2 separate regions of the Mus musculus genome follow, and region 1 is linked to region 2. A link is a contact called in public Hi-C data. All regions are on one chromosome and are shown on one strand. The core of a region is the stretch at or near the end of the contact, and the rest is flanking DNA. Distances in the headings are between cores, read along the strand shown.

Region 1 (2,753 bases), core at 205-2,704, 71 kb after region 2:
GATCTACTACCATAATGCTGTGCAAGGACCAAAGCTGATCTCACATCTCTGCAGGAGGAGGTTGCATCCTAGACCCATGGGAGGCTTCCATTCCAGGAGGTGGGTCCATCATACCTAGAGGAAGACTCTCACAACCAGGTGGGTACTGAATTCAGACTCATGCAATACTGGCTGTGATTGCAGCTGGCTGCAGCAACTGCAACAGTGCCTTGTGGGACCATGAAAGGTAGCCTGGTTCCCAGTTGAGTGAGCTAAGGCTAGAAGTCTCGGAGACCATGATGGGACAATAGGAGCTTTGCCTATTCCCAAGTACCAGGCCCCTGTCACTAGCCATAGCCCCCCATAGATTTGTTGCCATCAATCTCATAAGGGCAATGCCCCAAGTCCCCCCACTCCCCACAATAGGTAGGAAAGGACATAACCTGTGCTTATGTAGGCTCAAGACAGACCTCCATTTTAATGAGATACGTAAAGGCCTGGAGGGCTTACCCAGTAAGCTTTCCTTCCCAGACATTCCTCCCTGAAAAAGGTATTTAATATCAGGCCCACCCTGAAAATTGGGGCATGGTTTTACACATCCACTTTCCACCATGACAATAAATGCCTTAAAACCATAGGCTACCTCTTTTCATTGAGATTCCCCCGTGGGGAGCCATGGAGAAGGCCTTCACCTATATAGCTGCTGTCTGGACTCTCATTAGAAGGCCTCTCTGTGCTACCAGCCATGACCACCACCAAGCCCATGCCTGCAGCCATCAAGCCGAGGATTCTCCCCACAGGACTAGCCAGATTTCCCCTTTTCCCTTGGCCCCAGACTAGATCCAGCCAGTGGGCCCAGATTCCATTCTCAGCTCTTCTGAAACATCCAGTGGCATCTGAGTGTCCAAGAGCCTGGGAACCCCACAGCCTCAGCCTCATCACAGGCCTAGGGACCCCGAACCAGACAACTCCGAAATTCTGCCTCTACAAGCAGCCTTGCCCTGTGGTGGAGCAGACATGGGACCCACAATCCTACGGTGCCTCTTTCTTATGGGGTCACCAACTGCTTGGGATGGTCCTCCAACCTCAGAGAGTAGCCCAGCAAATCCTGCCGGAGCCTGGGTTACAGGAACACCAGCTGACATTCCTCTGCTAGCAGCCCTGCAGATACGTGGCCCCTAGCAAGTGGCACTCAGGCGAGGCCAGTATGTGTGGGAAGAGGTCCATCTGGGGTCACAGTGACCAGGTTCTACCCTTGAAGCAACACCAGACCCAGGGTTCACTTCTATTCCCTCTCTGCTTGTTTGGAGTTCTTTGGTTTGATATTCCTGAACTCATCATAGTTACAGAGGATCGAATTCATATGTTTGTCAAAAGCTTTGAAGGTCCCGATGAAGATCTGGCCATCTTTGCAGGATACATCTCATCCGGCAATCAATGCAGCAGCATCTTGCTGTTCTTGCCCACAGTCACGGTAGTGGCTCCCAAAGCTCAGATTCCCACCATATTTGCTCCCTCCACAAAGCCTTAGTTTGCCGGCCAGCTGCTCCCGCCACTGCTAGCGGAAATGCAGCCTGCAAAATGCGTGTGAAGCTGAAATTACTCTTTCTTACCTGGCGTGAACACAAAGATTTCTGCACCACTAGTCTCCTTCTCGCTAAACTTGAAGAGAACAGAGATGGTCGTTCTCTCGTCTCTGCATCTCCTACATCTGCCACCACAGTAACTTATGGAAAGCAGGCACTCGGTAATATAATTTGGTTTTGAGTTAAACTGAACCAAGTTCCGATTGGGAAACTTCCAGCAGGGTTGGATTACTGACAGCTACAAGTTTATTTTTGATTTCTGGGCAGAGCACTGAACATTTTGCATACGGCTGTGAGAAAATTAAAGAATTTCATCAATGGTCTGGGAAGATCAATGGAATTTGCTTCCTCAGCAGAATGAAGGTTGTTTTGTCCTAGTGACTAGAAGAAGTTTGGCAAGATCCCTCACTTATATCCTGAGAGTATGAAACTTTTGCCAAATTGAACCATGAAATTTGAGAACTGGAAAGGATGTTAATCAGAATCTAGCCAGAGAAAACACAAAGCCCAGGGCAGTCTGCCTAGAATGAAAGAGGCCATGGGAGAGAGAGGCTGAGTGAATCTGCCCTGACTCTCCCCATCCAGCAGAGATCCATGGCCCACCCTTTTACCTCATCCCTTGCAGACCCTCAACTCTCTCGTTCTGTTGTCTCTACTGTCCACTGTCCCAGGCACTTTTTGAGTTCTGAGTTGGGATCAAGCCAGGGTTTCTGATCTCTTTGTCCACCTAGGCTGGAAGCTCTGCTTGGGATCAAAGGACAGCCTCACAGACTGATGTTCCGGCACGGCCATCGCTGACCTTTGCTTGGACACTTGGTGCTGCCAGCCTGCCATGACTTCTCTATACTGGCTCTCAAACTACCCTCTCTGGTTACTTCACAAACTCATTCTCCCTCTCCAAACTCTGCTCCACAACCTCTCCCTTGAGGTGAAGTCCCTTTGATGAGAAATCCACAGATTCTCACCATCAAACCTAAACAAAGCCCTTATCCACTCTCAGTGGATAGATACGTCCTTCCTCAAGCTCCTTCCTCTGTGCCCTGAATTCCATCGCTTTCCCAAAGAACACTCGTTTTGTTATTCCTTTCTCTCTGCTCCTTCTTCCAGATCTCCTCGAGGATTTGATCAGCAGCAGTACTTGAATATATATGATTCTTTATTTGTGTGAAGGGGTGTGGTAGAATATTC
Region 2 (2,926 bases), core at 193-2,692:
AGAGAGATTAAATACTCATCAGCTTCTCGGTCCATGAAGCTGGATGCCTCTGCAGTCCCAGTTTGCACTGAAGGCTGAGAAGATTTCCAGAGAGTCTCCAGCCTTCAGTCCACATTGAAAGGCAGAGGAAGTTGAAGTCTGATGGTGCTGATGGCAACAGACAGTTATAGGCAAGAAGCATATTCAGACAAATGGGAAGCATTATTTTTTCCTCAGAGCTCCTTATATCTGGAACATACTGGAAGGTTCTGTCACTCTGGGGAAGGGTCCACTCGGTTAATCCTCCCTGTCCAGACTCTGTCAAGTTGACAATTAATCACCATAGGAAGCTTTTATCCTAATTTTCAAGTTATTTAATTTCTTATTTTCTGCTCCGTACTACCCCATATCTTTGAGCAGGATATTGTTGGTTTTAGCTTGTGGTTCCATCTTGTATGACTAAGATCACACTAAATGCATTCTTTCCTAACTTTATTCATCAAAATCCATCAACATTGACATGTGGCACTGCATTCTCCAGATTCACTGCATGTATTTTGTTTTAGGAGAAGGCTGAAATTTATATTGCCTAATCTGCTGCTGATGCCTGAATTTTTACTATTTGTAAATAACGATGTTGTACACACTTCCTTCTATTCCTTCTAGCATCATTACTGAACTTCAGAACCGTTCAGCTTTGCCAAAGGATGATAAATTGGTCTCTGATGAACTTGGACCAGTTTCTTTTGCTTACAGCATCGTGTGAAAATTCTCTCTACACCATAGCCTCAGCCACACTGTGCGGTGTTTACTTCTGCCAATTAAATGAATATAAACTGATAGCCGCTAGTGGTTTCTCAATTTCTAGTTCTTTGTTTGCTATTAAGTATTTTTCTAAGTTTACTGGCTGCTTATCTTTTTATGAAATGCTCTTTTATGTCCTTTTCCACATTTTTCCTATGCTTCCTTTTCTACTGATTTTTTTCCACTGACTTGTCTTTTTCTTATCCATCTGTAGGAATTACCTTCACATATTTTGGATCCTGATCTTTTGTCCATTAAGTGTTACAAATAACTCCTAGAAGATTCTATGAGGGAGCAGGCACCAAAGAGTTTTAAGCCCTGCTACTAACTCGACCGTCTTGGTTCAGAGGATCAGGTTCTTAGAATCTGGGAATGGACAGACAGAACCTGCTGGACCAGTACAGGAGCCCAGAAGGCCTGTGACAACTCCATCCATGATACTGATCATTTGAACTGGAATTTTGTATCTTCAGACAGAGCCCAGAACATTCTGGGTTAGTGACAGCATCCTCAGAACCAGGTCGCATTGTCCTTCATAGTTGTTCTCAAGCATCGTGTCAGCAGCCCCACCCCCACCCCCACCCCCCATACACACACACCACAGTGGGATTTGCTTTCACTTCAGGGCTAGCTGGTCCAAGGAACCTGAGGATCCTGATGACTCACTGCTCAGCAAACAGCTTTCAGCTATTTATACATGGCTTCCCCTGACAAGGTCTGCCTGATCCCTCAGCAGCCGCTTGGGCTCTTTCAAGCTCACACCAACATCAAATAATAATAGCAGCTTGCAGTCCACTTGCTCGCCAGGAGAAGGGGCCAGGCAGTGCCAGGCTTCACTGCATTGTCCTCACAGCTCTCTCTGTGTTCTCATCTCATGGACAGCGAGGCAGAGCACTGCTATCTTTCCTTGCTCTCTGAATATGGAACACGGAGAAGAGAATCCTCCAACACCTTCCATGGTGTATGGAGCACTGGACTTGTCAGCCCTAGCCTGATGTTTCCCTCCACAGATAGAAATATATGAAAAATCAAGGTTTGCATTATATTCTCCAAAGAGCAAGATATAAAACATGTAACGTGATTTTATTTCAGCTTGAAGGGTTTGTACTCCTCACTTCTGTTTTCACATATACTAAACTCAGAACAATAGAGACACAAAGATGATACACAAACTTATGAAGCAGTCTATACTTTTTAGACCAGTCACTTTTTCTCTTACAAATAGGGCATGTGGGGGTGGGTGTAGCACAGGGTTTCTTGGCTAGTGAACTCTGAAAGCAGAAGAGAGACTATGAAGGGACTAAAGTGGCCAATAAGAAACAGCAAAGGGGGGGTGGGTGATGGGGGAGGGAGACATATGAGCAAAGTACGTTAATACATGTGTATGAAAATATCATAATGGATTTGGCTGCTAATTGAAAATATTAACCAAAAACGTAAAGAGAGTGAAAAAAAAATAGGTTGTAGGTCTGAGAAAGTTCCCTAAGCTGTAAGTCCAGAGTTGATTCTATAGTCATATTTGAAAACCTGCTTGGTGTATGGTCTGGTGCAATTTTAAATTTTCCTAGAGGTAGGAAAAAAAGGAACCTTGGCTTTTCTTTTTCATTTACAACGTAAGAGCAAGCTCCTTCCCTAGAGATGCATTCCCTATTTCTGCACCATAACCTCTCCTAACTCCCCACACTAACTCACAAGGCCTGGGTGAGCACTCTGAGCAACACAGACACCTGATTCAGTTGTGGACTTACACTTATTTTCCTGGGAAAAGTAAAAAGGAATACCAGACTCAATGCCATTCTTTTTAAATCATCCATATGGAGAGATGCTTGGATAATAAGGTAGGAGGAAGGGCAGTACCCAGAAATTTTGTAGCCCATGAAGCCTACATGGAGTTGATAAAGCCTCTCTCTTTTTTTTTTTTAAGATTTATTTATTAGTACATGTAAGTACACCCTAGCTGTCTTCAGACACACCAGAGGAGGGCATCAGATCTCACTATGAGATGGTTGTGAGCCACCATGTGGTTGCTGGGATTTGAACTCAGGACCTTCAGAAGAGCAGTCAGTGCTCTTAACCGCTGAGCCATCTCTCCAGCCTGATAAAGCATCTTCTTGAGAAGAAACACTGCAGAAGACAGGAGCTA

Evidence for each region. A called contact is a pair of places that touch in the nucleus more often than the background predicts.
Region 1: a Hi-C map of muscle stem cells shows a contact between it and region 2, with 1.8 times the contacts expected there. The contact joins two enhancer-like sites. A contact is called at or near these places in 1 of 15 datasets of contacts at CTCF or cohesin (the NIH/3T3 cell line), 9 of 484 Hi-C or Micro-C datasets (B cells, the C2C12 cell line, CD8 T cells and 6 more) and 3 of 115 datasets of contacts at active chromatin or transcription factors (bone marrow-derived macrophages, embryonic stem cells and trophoblast stem cells).

Annotation. Positions count from the first base shown.
Region 1 is chr6:47,402,852-47,405,604 of GRCm38.p6, forward strand. No RefSeq gene overlaps it. Among named protein-coding and RNA genes, the nearest start is that of Cul1, 50 kb to the right of the region's middle. Within about 2 kb of position 1,455, at least 31 of the 459 cell types and tissues checked have an H3K27ac peak or open chromatin away from gene starts, as enhancers often do. A contact at or near this core is called in muscle stem cells, where this site is marked.
Region 2 is chr6:47,331,674-47,334,599 of GRCm38.p6, forward strand. No RefSeq gene overlaps it. Among named protein-coding and RNA genes, the nearest start is that of Gm35280, 76 kb to the left of the region's middle. Within about 2 kb of position 1,443, at least 41 of the 459 cell types and tissues checked have an H3K27ac peak or open chromatin away from gene starts, as enhancers often do. A contact at or near this core is called in muscle stem cells, where this site is marked.